Regions from separate parts of the Xenopus tropicalis genome. Here region 1 is linked to region 2. A link is a contact called in public Hi-C data. All regions are on one chromosome and are shown on one strand. The core of a region is the stretch at or near the end of the contact, and the rest is flanking DNA. Distances in the headings are between cores, read along the strand shown. Region 1 has its middle 9.2 kb from the start of pou4f1. Region 2 has its middle 74 kb from the start of rbm26.

Region 1 (6,832 bases), core at 2,912-5,411, 250 kb after region 2:
AGGGTGCAATACAATAACAAAATAAGTATAACTTTTTTGTCCTATAATACCATTCTAAGGTCTATGTTAACAGCAACACAGCCGACAACAATTTATAGTAACAAAGAGATGTGTGTTGCAGTATAGTTGTTATATACACAGTATTACAAAGTGGCATTCAAGGGTCATATCCAAGAGAGATTAGACATTTTAGGCTCACTATAACAATCTTTGTTTAGTGCCTGCCCCTCTTTGCTAGTTTCACATAATGTATACAAACTTTTGTACACATTGATCAGAATGAAACAAAATGCTGACAGCATCCAACAGTGGAAATTCACTTACACCAGACTCTCTCTTTTCACTGAAGTGTTGACAATAAACATTTAATGAAGGCAGAGACTTGCATGTCTCCAGACAGTGTCAGAATACTTTATACAGACCATTAACATGGATTTCTCTACTTCAAACACTGCACACTATACAGTAACATTATACGAAAGAGAAAAAAAAACAGAAAGAAAAGAAAGTAAAAGATGCAAAACAAATAAGATGTTTATATGTATAGTTTAAGCTTTCTGCTTTCCCTGACATACTTTGTATTTGCTGAGAGGAAATTTACTCATTGCAGATCACTGGCTCTTCAAAAATGTTAAATACAGTTAATGCAATATTAATCGCCCTTTGGTGATATAAAATGCAATATTTTCAGGCAGCTATCGAGCTTTTCTAGAAGAAGAGCTGATGAAACCAGCCACAGCTGAATAGTGAGGAGAAAAAGCTCGGTATTTATTGCTTTTGTTTGGCTTTTGGCTACAGACACTGGAACATTGTAATGGGGGTAAGGACATTTATTTTATCTGCAATCTATGGGCTTCTGGAGCACGGGTGGCAGATGGGGTTTGGCTGTTATATTCCGAGAGTAATTTAGAGCAAATCCTAATAACTAATAATGATTTATGTTAATTTCGTTCACCTATGTGACTTTATGAAAGGAGGCATTATACCATAAAGAATTCAGCCTGGAAAAAAATAGAAATCACTACATTCAAAGCACCGGGTTAAAAACTTGTTTACACTGGAATTAAAACCATCCGGGTGGACTCCACAGGCTTCTCCATCGCAGCCGCACAAGAGCACTTTTTAATATTAGGTGTCGATCAGATTAACCTGCGGCACAGAATCTACATGCGATTTATGCAGAACGCTGCTACGTGCTTAATGAAAAAAGGGGGGGCTGGGAGATTATTACTGGGTGTTATAGTAGGAGGCGAGATGATTTCGTTATAATAGATACATAAGTTCATTGCTGGCAAGAAATCGATCTCTGTTGGTGATCAAAGTTTATTTTTGTATTTTGCAAGGAAGTCTCAAACAGTAAATGTAAGTAAATAAAGCGGGCGACTGAGATATTTCGGACTGGCTGTGTTGTTTAAAAACAGGCCTCCAGCTATTAATGAACTACATCTCCCATCGTTCCCTCTGACTAGTTAGACATCAAGCCCCTAAACATAGCTGTGCGTTCAGAAGAGTCTTCTTTCACCCTTCTGTTATCCAACCTGCCTTCAGGCACTCTTTCTCTCTCTAAAGTGTAACACCATCAAAGCCCTTATTAACACTATTTTCAGGAGATCACAAGGTAAATCTTTCCTCCTGCTTACTACTAACATGGAAGAACAGTATGAGGTAAACGTGTCTTCTAACTCCAGAACCAGGCAAGGCACATCCAGTAGGATTTTCTCTTTTAGAAAGGTTAATTCAAATTAGTCACTGCTCAAATCTGGAACGACCTTTCCTCTCTGATCTGTACCCACAGCCCCTTCAGCACATGGTGGGACAGAAGGACCCTCAGTCCCCTTTGGGATTATTAACTCCATCATTGCAGGTGGGTAGGTTTATCTTTGCCATTTTGTTTCACTTCTGGATAAATATGATAATGACTTAGATGCTGCTGACAATATTATAATGCTCCTGTATTTTTTTTACTGAGGAGTTTCTCAGCATCTCAGTTTTCCCTGTCAGCTTCTAGTTAAAAATAACTGTTTGAGAAGGAGTAGTGTGTTCATTCTCTGTGTGTTTAAATGAAAGGGAGATTTGTCACCAAATTGTGCTATGACTCTATACAATTCCTTCCGCACAACAAGCTTCTTGCCTTAAATTCGAGGCGTGATGCATTATTGAAAACCTATATCAAACAGCCCTGGCTTGCAGGCTCTCTGCGTTGGGCTGGAGATGAAGTCTGACTGTCTGACTGCACACAAGCCTCTAATATGTTAATGGCCGTAGGGGAAGCCTTAGGATCCATCTCAAGCTGCTTCGCACACCATATGTCAGGCCGTTAGCCACATGGATCTATTAATCAAAACAGAAAAAGTACCCCACTTACTGTATCTCTGCTAATATTAGCCTGTTGTCTTTTACATAGGAAACAAATTGACTTGTTTGGGAAAAAAAATCTATCATCTATCTATCTATCATCTATCATCTATCTATCTATCATCTATCTATCTATCATCTATCTATCTATCTATCTATCTATCTATCCATCTATCTATCTATCTATCTATCTATCATCTATCCATCTATCTGTCAATCATCTTATCAGCGTCTTAAATGACCTAAAATAAAATCTAACCTAATAAAAGAAAATATAATTCTAAGCAATTTATAGCAACGATGTACATTCATTAAACATTATTCATGGTTTTAATTGAAAGCAGTAATAGCAATTGGACTGCAGGTTCTGTCTCTTGAAACTATGTAGAAGAAGTGAGCCTTATATGCATGTTCTGCTACTGTACATTGTTTTAAATAGCAGAACCACAAGGGCAGAGTATAGAATGGGACACCTTTTAATGGAAGTTAAAATTGCAAAATAACCTAAAATAATTTGGAATATTGTATTAAAAACTGTATAATGTAAAGTTGTTTGAATTTATTTAATTAGGCAACATTTTATATTTGGGTTTATATCCTATTCGAGCCTTTATATAGCCCTTGCATATTACAGTGGATCATGGTGTTTAAATAATTTCTGCCAGTGATTTTTAATATGCATATTAGTGTAGCAAAATGGCACAATCCAGCACCCAGAAATACTGTAATTAATATTTTATTTACAGCAAAGCGGCTGTGCAAGACCTTCTGTATGGGGATTACACAATAGGATCTCTGTCAAGTTCACCCCAAGTATTCAGTTTCTGGGGGTGACCCAGCAGTACTTCACAGAAACTGTAACTTTGAAAGACTGAGGGATGCTTTATTAGCACGTTTATTTTACCCTCTAATAAACATTAGCACGTTTATTATGCCCACATTGGCTTTATATTATTATTTCTGTTATATTTGTAGAGAGTGAAATCTGAATACACACACCCGCTGTTGAAGGCACAATATAATGTATTATGTCCATCTACAGAGAGCTTTCCTATATATCTGTCGTTTCACATTAAGGGTTGTAACTTAATTCCTCCAGGCTATTCATCACCAAAGTAATTAAACCCGCAAATGGATGTAAATAAAGTCAAATTGGTTTCTTGACAGATGAGCCGAAGAAGCCTGACAGGAAACCAGACAGATCAGAGCCTATTTTTGTGCTGGAAATGTGAAGAACACCAGTTAGAGCAATGACTTGCTTCAGGATACTCCTTAAAATCCCAATATGCTTAGTGAATGGGAAGTGAACAACATAATTATCCAGGCCCAGATATATGCCTATGCAATCTGTATAATACTAATGGCTATACTTGGACACAACCCTCCTGCCACTGGATATCTAACTAGCTTCCCTTTGGCACCTTTCTAGCTCTCCGGGATACGCTTGTAGCTACTCATTAAAAGCAATTCGCTTTGGAGATCTGGATTATTTTCAAACGGACATACGATTTATCAGTCATATCTTTTTAAGTATATTAAGTATAATAACAGCAACCCCCTCCCCCCCAGTTTGAAGTGAATTGTTGCCCATTAAAGTTTAATATTAGTTGAGTTGTATGCAATTTTATTTTGGTGTAAAATACTTGTTCTGCTCATCCTGCATAAATAATCACTGCGAAGTGGACTGGGAGAAAATGGGAATTGGGATTGTGTGCCCATTGTGGGGTCCTGGGGGCAGCACTTGCTGTGGCTGGATAAAAGCCATTGAGTTAAGTGCAGAGCAAATAGAGCTGTGGCCGTGCCTGTGTGAGTTCAGCACCACGGACAGCTCCCTCAATGCTTTATGGGCGAGCGCTGGGCGCTGTATATTCCTTCTACCGAGTCACAAATCCCGACTCACTAACGCGATTCTTCCTGTTTCTGCAATTTACAGTAGATATTTCACGTATGTGAAAATGTGCATATATGTGCACTCTTGTTTACAGTATATAAGCAACTCAAAGCCCATATACCGCTAATTACTGAGCTCATTCATATGTAAAATCCTGGGTCACTTTTAAATAAAACTACTTTCCACTATATCACAACGCAGACGATATTTTCCAGCTGTGTAAGATTTTTTTGCAGTCTTATTTTATCCCCATGATGTATTGAAAGGAGTCTGTAACCAGGAATATTAACACCCGAGCCAGCACTTAATTAGAATACAATATGAATAGGGGGAGCATATGGAGGAGAATGTCAGGGGGGAATGAGCCAGGGGCAGATCAGAAGAAATTTGTATTCATTTCTGCCTCTTATTTGTTCAGTAATCTCTACCATCATGACTAAATCTTGGAGCACTGATGTAGTTCGAGTTGTTGTTGACTTAACGTCAGAATTCAATCACTAGGGGTTTTGCTTCAGCCGGACTACTTATTTGTCTAATAAATCCGTCATTTTGTAAGAAAAATATTTGAGCAGCCGCACTTGACCTCTTAGTATCCAGAAGTCACATTTTTTCCTACCAGTTTACAAATGCAAAATCAAGATGATAATTTAATGCTTCCAGGTAAAGAGTTGATTCCTGATTGGATTTTAGATGGAAATGTCTATTTTAAATGCTGTGATTAAACTGTAAATATAATAGTATTTTTGCTTTTGAGCTCCAGCCCCTCATCTTAAAGTTTAAGGCTTCTCTTTGAAAAGTTAGTCACATGGTTATTTATTCCTAAAATCTGTATCTTCCTTTGCTTTTTAAATGAAAGAGTCAAATTTAAAGTCAAGAGGAAGAAAGAATTCCAGTAGTTCAAATGTGTATTGTATTTCTACTAAAATAAACCAGAATCAGTCATGGGATTTTCTGATGTTTTTTTCACCTATAAAGTATTTGTCTGTGTGACTGAGCAGTGATTCTCAGCACCACCTTAATATACACCCCTCCTGCAATGGCATAGGCCAGAAGGAAGAAGGCAGCATAGTAATCTATATATATAACTGTTGGAGTCAAATATCTATTATCCATGCAACCAGGAATAGCTCAGAACTGAAGTCATACAGTGAATGCAGTTCATATAATACTCTGGAGATGATCTCTTGATGGTTGTACAGTTGTAAATATGTTTTACTGGCCAAAGCAAAATGGGATTCCTGTGTATTCCCTAAACATTGCAAATAAGTGACTTGAAGTAGAATTGCTCTGTTAAACAACCTAGATCATTCAATCGCAAGTCAGTATCTTTCCTCTGTGCATAAATACTCCCCCTTTGGTGCAGAAATAGTTCTTTTGTGGCACAAGGAGTTCAGAGGATGATGGGATTTGTAGTGCAGGTGGAGAGGTGGCTTTTGGCCACCACTGCATTAAATATAGATGAAAAAGAGTTAAAGTTTGAAGCATAATTGTTCAGTTTCTTCATAAGTACTCCATCTTGCTGTTACATTCCTGCTTTACCCCTTGTTACCTCCAACTCTGTCCTAACAATATTTGTTATACACATATAAATCTGCTACTAATAATGTTGCTGAGAACTATTTTAAAGGAGAGGTATGGCATATATTCACTGCATTCTAACATTTCACCATTCAGAGACTTTTACAGACCCCCACATACACTAATATAAAGAGAAGTATTGACTACTCTGATCAATGTGGAATTTGTCCTTGGTGTCAGTATTATATTGTCATGGCATGACCATGAAGAGCTTTCAGTGTGCACCAGAAGGGGCTTAGGTAAGATGCATATTGCACAATAAAAGAACAGACTGCGGCCAAATTCATTGATCTGTAGGTTTTTTTATCCTGGTATTCCTTACAATACCGGGGGCTAAATCAGTGAATGTGCTCTAGTTGCGGGTTGTGAAAGAGAATTCAGAGCACAACATGTTTAAATCATTTGCCTTACTCTTTCTTTTGCATCACAAAAAGGAACCAAGCCAGAAATATTTTGCCCCTGCCACAAATATGTTGCAAGAGAATCAATAAAATTATTAGTGGATCATTTTGGTGTATTTATTATTATTCAATGTGCAAGGCCACAGTTAAAGAGAGAGATGCCCCAGGCAATGCAGGAAAGCAGTCAGGTGTTTCTGGGAGCTGTGAAGCAATAACAGCTGCAGGTTGGATATCCTTGAGACAAATGATAGAAATATGTAATAATTATTGCACAATGTAATAATATGTGATTGGGAGTATTTTCTTAGCAGGGGCCCCACTAAGGCGGAAGCCCAAGGACTAATGCCTTTTGTTCCTACCCTTAACTCAGTCCTGTTTAACTACCACTTTCATAATGGAAATACAATCAAATGTCATAAATAAACTGCAACCTCAAACTTGCATTTTGTACTTTTTACTGCCATATATTTATTCCTATCCTCTATAATACTGCCTGCGCAGGCATCAGCAGCTGACGGAAGTAATCTTCTCACACATTTCTTCCTTCCTTGTCAGCAGGTTGTACTCTAATTACCCAAGACACAGCACAAATATAAGAAATAAAAGG
Region 2 (6,424 bases), core at 111-2,610:
CTTCTTAGCATCAGCCAAACAGGAAGTGGCCCACTGCTATCACCTTCATATACACTAACTAGGGAAATTCTCTGCTGAGTGACACAGAGGAGAACCTGCTCTAGAACTTCCTCAAGTAATCCCCTTCCTAACCACCATCCAGGGACTGTATCAATCATGACTAATCAACCTAAAATATTCTTGTATTTTTAAAGAAGTGGTTAGGGGCAAACCCCAAGACTAGTTAGAGAAGGGTGACTATTACAGTAATGTTTTAGCATATTTGTACCCTTATTATGAGAATTTTCTACCACAGGGGGAGAAATGAAAGAATGAAAATGTTGGTTCTAAGGCAGTGATCCCCAACCAGTGGTTCGAGAGCAACACGTTGCTCACCAACCTCTTGTATTTTGCTCCCAGTGGCCTCAAAGCTGGTGCTTAGTTTTTGAATTTCTGGCTTGGGGGCAAGTTTTAGTTGTATAAAACCCAGTGTAAAGCCAAACAGAGCCTTCTGTAGGCTGCCAGTCCACATAGGGGGCTACCATATAGCCACTTATAGCTCTTATTGGCACACCCAGGAACTTTTGCCATGCTTGTGTTGCTCCCGAACACTTTTTTCATTTTAATGTGGCTCATTGGTATAAAAGGTTGGGGATCCCTGTTCTAAGACACAAATACTAACAAATACTAATTCTGGAAACAGAATAGGGAGATACTGACTCAATAACTTAGAAAGTTACTTCTTTTATTAATTTTGATGTGGTTTCTTGACTATGAAATCATTTATGTTTAAACCTGTTTTGTTCTCAGGCATCAATACCAGCGCAGACCCTTAAACAGATGCCATAAAATGGCTTTCTGTTCTCTTGTAAACTTAAGTGCTTCGGAGAAATCCCTTTTCCCTTATGAAGAATGTCTTTAACATCAGTATTATCAATCAGGAGAAGAATGCACAGTCTCTGGAGCGCAACAGCAATTCTGTGCTGAGACATTTCATGAGCTTAGGATATATGAACACATGTAAAAACATATATATGTATATAAATATTCCCATACACAAAATGCAATGAAGTTATTCAGGGAACTTAAATTTTGCTCTGTAGAATAGAACTTTTTAATATGCTTTCTTTGTTCTTCAGAGGATTTGCAGTACACGGTATCCAAACAGTTTTCACATTTTCCTTTTTTTTAAAGTGATATAAAAGGGCAGCTTTAATAATGTTATTTTTTCTTTTTTCTGAGGGAAAGTTAAGAATTTGCTTAAAAACATAATTGCATTCTCCGTGCCCTCCCTCTGAAGTTTTAAATCAGTTTAGAAGGCTTTGAGTGCTGCTCCTGTCATTTATCCATCAGCGCTCAGTCCATTTAATCCAGGCCTCTCAGCTGTACAGACCACAGCCCCTGTTGTGAGTGATCGGCCTGCTTGAATGCTCCCAGCTTCTCCTGTCACATCACATTTGCATAAAAGAGGACAGATAACCAAATTTGAGCACACAAATGAAAACGCTAAGCGCTGCGCCTGTCACAGTTGTTGTTCAACTAATTGTGAAAAATTTGATTTGCTTGCTTTTCACTGTTTATCATGTAGACCCCTTTTCAAATTTGCCTTGGTTTGTGCTTCTGAACATGTAGCTTTTAAACTCTGTGCAGTAGCATCCCACCCTTGGGATTACTTACCTCACCTACCAGCTTTTAATGTTGGCTCGTCTACTTGACTAAATTAGGCCACCATGGCAAACAAACACATAATTAAAACCTGGAAAAAAAAGACAACACTGTATGCACATCCTCAGTCAATTCACCCTATTTTCACTCCTATATGTTGTTACATTCTTATATTTACAAGGAATATTCACACATCTGTATGTTACATTATACATGGAAAATAGAATATTTCTAGTGTGTGCAAGTGGGGTGCAATAGATAGGTAGACAGAAAGATAGATAGATAGATAGATAGATAGATAGATAGATAGATAGATTAGATGATAGAAAGATATAGATAGATAGTTAGTTAGATAAATATATTAGATGATAGATAGATAGATAGATAGATAGATAGATAGATACTGTAGATAGATAGATAGATACTGTAGATAGATAGATAGATAGATAGATAGATAGATAGATAGATAGATACTGTAGATAGATAGACAGATACTGTAGATAGATAGATAGATAGACAGATACTGTAGATAGATGATAGATAGATAGATAGATAGATAGATAGATAGATAGATAGATAGATAGATGGTAGATAGATAGATACTGTAGATAGATAGATAGATAGACAGATACTGTAGATGATAGATAGATAGATAGATAGATAGATAGATAGATAGATAGATAGATAGACAGATACTGTAGATCAGTGCTGTCCAACTGGCGGCCCGCAGAAAGATAGATAGATAGATAGATAGATAGATTAGATGATAGAAAGATATAGATAGATAGTTAGTTAGATAAATATATTAGATGATAGATAGATAGATAGATAGATAGATAGATAGATAGATAGATAGATACTGTAGATAGATAGATAGATAGATAGATAGATAGATACTGTAGATAGATAGATAGATAGATAGATAGATAGATATATAGATAGATAGATAGATAGATAGATAGATAGATAGATAGATACTGTAGATAGATAGACAGATACTGTAGATAGATAGATAGATAGATAGATAGATAGATAGACAGATACTGTAGATAGATGATAGATAGATAGATAGATAGATAGATAGATAGATAGATAGATAGATAGATAGATGGTAGATAGATAGATACTGTAGATAGATAAATAGATAGATAGATAGATAGATAGATAGACAGATACTGTAGATGATAGATAGATAGATAGATAGATAGATAGATAGATAGATAGATAGATAGACAGATACTGTAGATCAGTGCTGTCCAACTGGCGGCCCGCGGGCCGCATGCGGCCCGCGACCCCCCTCTGTGTGGCCCCCCACCTGTCTGGCTGCTTTGATGGCTTACTCTTGTGTAAGCTTTAAATGGTATCAGTACTGTGATTAACTGCCCCCCCTGCATGGTTCTCACCTCAGATTCAGGCTGTAATCCCTCTGTATTCTTTAAATATGTAATCCCCTGTGTTTTTCACACCTTTTAATACCTGCATTGTTCCCCCCCTGCAGTGTTCACACCTCCGGCTCAGGCTGTAATCACCCCCATTGTTCCCCTGTTCACACCTCAGGAGCAGTAGAAACCCACAAATAAACCCTGCACACTACAAAAAGAACATATACTGAGGTGGTACTGCAATTAAAACGTTTTTTAATATATAGTTATTGTGCAGACTGTAGGAGCAGTGCCAGCATTGTGTCACTGTAGGCTGCCTGTATGTGCCATACACACAGGCAGCATAGGGCAAGCAGAGTATGGCACACACAGGCAGGGTAGGGAAGGCAGAGTATGGCACACACAGGCAGAGTAGGGCAGGCAGAGTATGGCACACACAGGCCAAGTTTGGCACAAACCAGCCAAGAATGGCACACACAGTGAAAGTATGGCACGCAGGCAGGGTAGGGCAGGCAGAGTATGGCACACACAGGCAGGGTAGGGAAGGCAGAGTATGGCACACACAAAGGCAGGGTAGGGCAGGCAGAGTATGGCACACAGGCAGGGTAGGGAAGGCAGAGTATGGCACACACAAAGGCAGGGTAGGGCAGGCAGAGTATGGCACACAGGCAGGGTAGGGAAGGCAGAGTATGGCACACACAAAGGCAGGGTAGGGCAGGCAGAGTATGGCAGGTTTTTGCTGTACTACAACCATTAATATGGGTATGGTCATGTGATAACATGGGTGTGGTTTCAAGTGGGTGCGGTTTTAAAAAGGGGAGTGGTCAAAACTGGCTTCCATTATCGGCCCTCCACCACGTAGGTCGGAAAAATTCCGGCCCTCGGTACAACAGAAGTTGGACAGCACTGCTGTAGATGATAGATAGATAGATGATAGATAGATAGATAGATAGATACTGTAGATAGATAGACAGATACTGTAGATAGATAGATAGATAGATAGATAGATAGATAGATAGATAGATAGATAGATAGATAGATAGATAGATAGATACTGTAGATAGATAGATAGATAGATAGATAGATAGATGATAGATAGATAGATAGATACTGTAGATAGATAGATAGATAGATAGATAGATAGATAGATAGATAGATAGATAGATACTGTAGATGATAGATAGATAGATAGATGATAGATAGATAGATAGATAGATAGATAGATAGATAGATGAATTAACAGCAGAAGGTTGTGATGTTGAGGCATAAAATCAACTCCCATACTCCATAAATCTTGCATCAGTGGGGCCATCTGGTGATATTAACATAGTTCTGCAACCAGCAGCCAAGAGCACAGTGACCCAGCAGGAAGAGGGATTCACTCCAAAAGTGTTACTTAGAGAGCCTCAAAGACTACTCCTTAAAAGTGAGTAGTTCAGCTATTGCAAGGCGACCTCAGGCTTTTTCTCCCTAATTTTGCTCAGTAACCTTAGTGGTATTATGGGGCAGCATATAAACAGGTAACTGCAAATAGAGTGTAGCGACCCACTGGGTTAACGGTCCCCAATGGTGGAAATACCCTAAAAGTTGGTAATTCCCGGTATCTGTATCTAAGTGAGATATTTTTGTTATTGGCCCATAGAGTTAGTGACCACACCTTGTCACACTTTAATATTGTGATTGAAAAGGGGTGGTTCTAACTTTTTTGGCCTCCATCATTTAACCAAGGTGGATGTGTGCTGGGGAGCCTGGTGTCAACAAGGCCCAGTAAAGAGTTCTACCTTTCTAGAGAGAGTCGGGCACAGGACCCTGTGAGTGAAGTCTAGTCAGATATATACTATGTCAAAGTATGTTCTAGGAGCGTAAAATAGTCAGGCATAGCTAGAAAGAGCAGCCTTGTGCTTCACCTAAAGTGAAGGGATCACAGTAATGAAAGGGATTTACGCTTAACATTTTCTCCCTGAGCAGTTCCAATGAAGGGCTTACTGACCATCAGCTGGTAACCTAAATGTGTTTCTTAAACTGCCCAGTGGTGCAAGGTTTAAGATCTACTTTTGAATATATCTGTCTATATATCATTGCATTGAAAGAATTGTGAGTACAACCCTGTTGTGTTTAACAATGAACCTTGTGCTTCATGTTTAAGAACCTCAGACATCCTATCTACTTTATTACCGCAGCAGAGAGATGTAGTGGCACAACACCCTCTCCCTTCCTCCTCCATTTAGTGAGAGCCAAGCTGGAAAGAAGAGTCCAATATAGCTGATGTTCTACCACCCTAAGCTAGGTAATTACATTTTAAGACAAGATAGGGTTACAATAGACTCCTATTATTATTATTATACTGTATATGCCAAAACTAGTGATATAAAGAAAAAAATTGTTTGTTGATTCCCAATGATAAGGTATTTTTGGCAAGTCAGCCTTCATATGGGCACCAGGACACAACTCAAGCTTCACCTTTACTGGCAAATGAGTGGTGATGGCACAAGTTTAGCGGGACAGTCCTTGCATTACATAAATCTGAGTTATAAGATGTTCTTTAAGGTGCATGTATAGTACTGGGTTCTTTAAACCAACCATGAGGTTACAGAAGTCTTTAGCCACTGTCATCTGGCAAACTTGCTTGTAGTTCTGTGAATAGTTCCTGTCAGTATTTATAGATACAAATGCTTTTTTTTTTTAAATTTAGACATTTTATTAAACAAAAAATGAATTACAGTGGCAGTTACACATAGGGGGAGCTTTACTAATCCACGAACGATCCGAGTGTTCATTCGAACGCTCTGTGCGTATTTTCTGCGACTTTTTCGTACCTTGCGTGACTTTTTCGTACTTTGCGACAAAATCGTATTGTCGCGCTGAGTACGAAAGTTTTGGGTTCATTCAAGCTTCGTTATCGTGACCTTCTTGGGCCAGGTTGGAGCTGCAGAGTGCCATTGATTCCTATGGGAGGCTTCCAAAATCATGCACAGAAGGATCAAGGTAGGAAAGGTTTTCCCACTGTTTACAATGGTTCGGCACAAAAATTTCGGACCGCAAATACGATATTATCGTGACTAATACGATTTTTTCATAGGCATTTTTGTGATATTTGCGATCTTTAGAAATTATTGTATCCAATCAAAATTTGTCCCATTCGGGATTCGAGCTTGTGTTTTCATGAATGTAGCCCATAGTGTTTATTACAAACATTTGCAGTCAATGTTAGAAGGTGCAATTATGTATGTACCATCTTTATTCGACCCATTCCAACAACTTTTTCCATATTTTTTTTTACTTACCCTTGTTTTGTATATAAGATTTTCAAGTGCATATAAGTGTTTCATTTCTGAAACCCATTGAGAGGAAAAGGGGTGTGTAATATGGCCTCTTTAGCATTGGAGATATCCTCATCA

The links. Hi-C and Micro-C count contacts between places; a contact is called where the count stands out from the background.
Region 1: a Hi-C map of neurula embryo shows a contact between it and region 2, with 2.0 times the contacts expected there. The contact joins two enhancer-like sites. A contact is called at or near these places in 2 of 5 Hi-C or Micro-C datasets (neurula embryo and tailbud embryo).

What each region holds. Positions count from the first base shown.
Region 1 is chr2:125,599,805-125,606,636 of UCB_Xtro_10.0, forward strand. No RefSeq gene overlaps it. Among named protein-coding and RNA genes, the nearest start is that of pou4f1, 9.2 kb to the left of the region's middle. Within about 2 kb of position 4,162, at least 6 of the 11 cell types and tissues checked have an H3K27ac peak or open chromatin away from gene starts, as enhancers often do. A contact at or near this core is called in neurula embryo, where this site is marked.
Region 2 is chr2:125,354,226-125,360,649 of UCB_Xtro_10.0, forward strand. No RefSeq gene overlaps it. Among named protein-coding and RNA genes, the nearest start is that of rbm26, 74 kb to the left of the region's middle. Within about 2 kb of position 1,361, at least 1 of the 11 cell types and tissues checked has an H3K27ac peak or open chromatin away from gene starts, as enhancers often do. A contact at or near this core is called in neurula embryo, where this site is marked.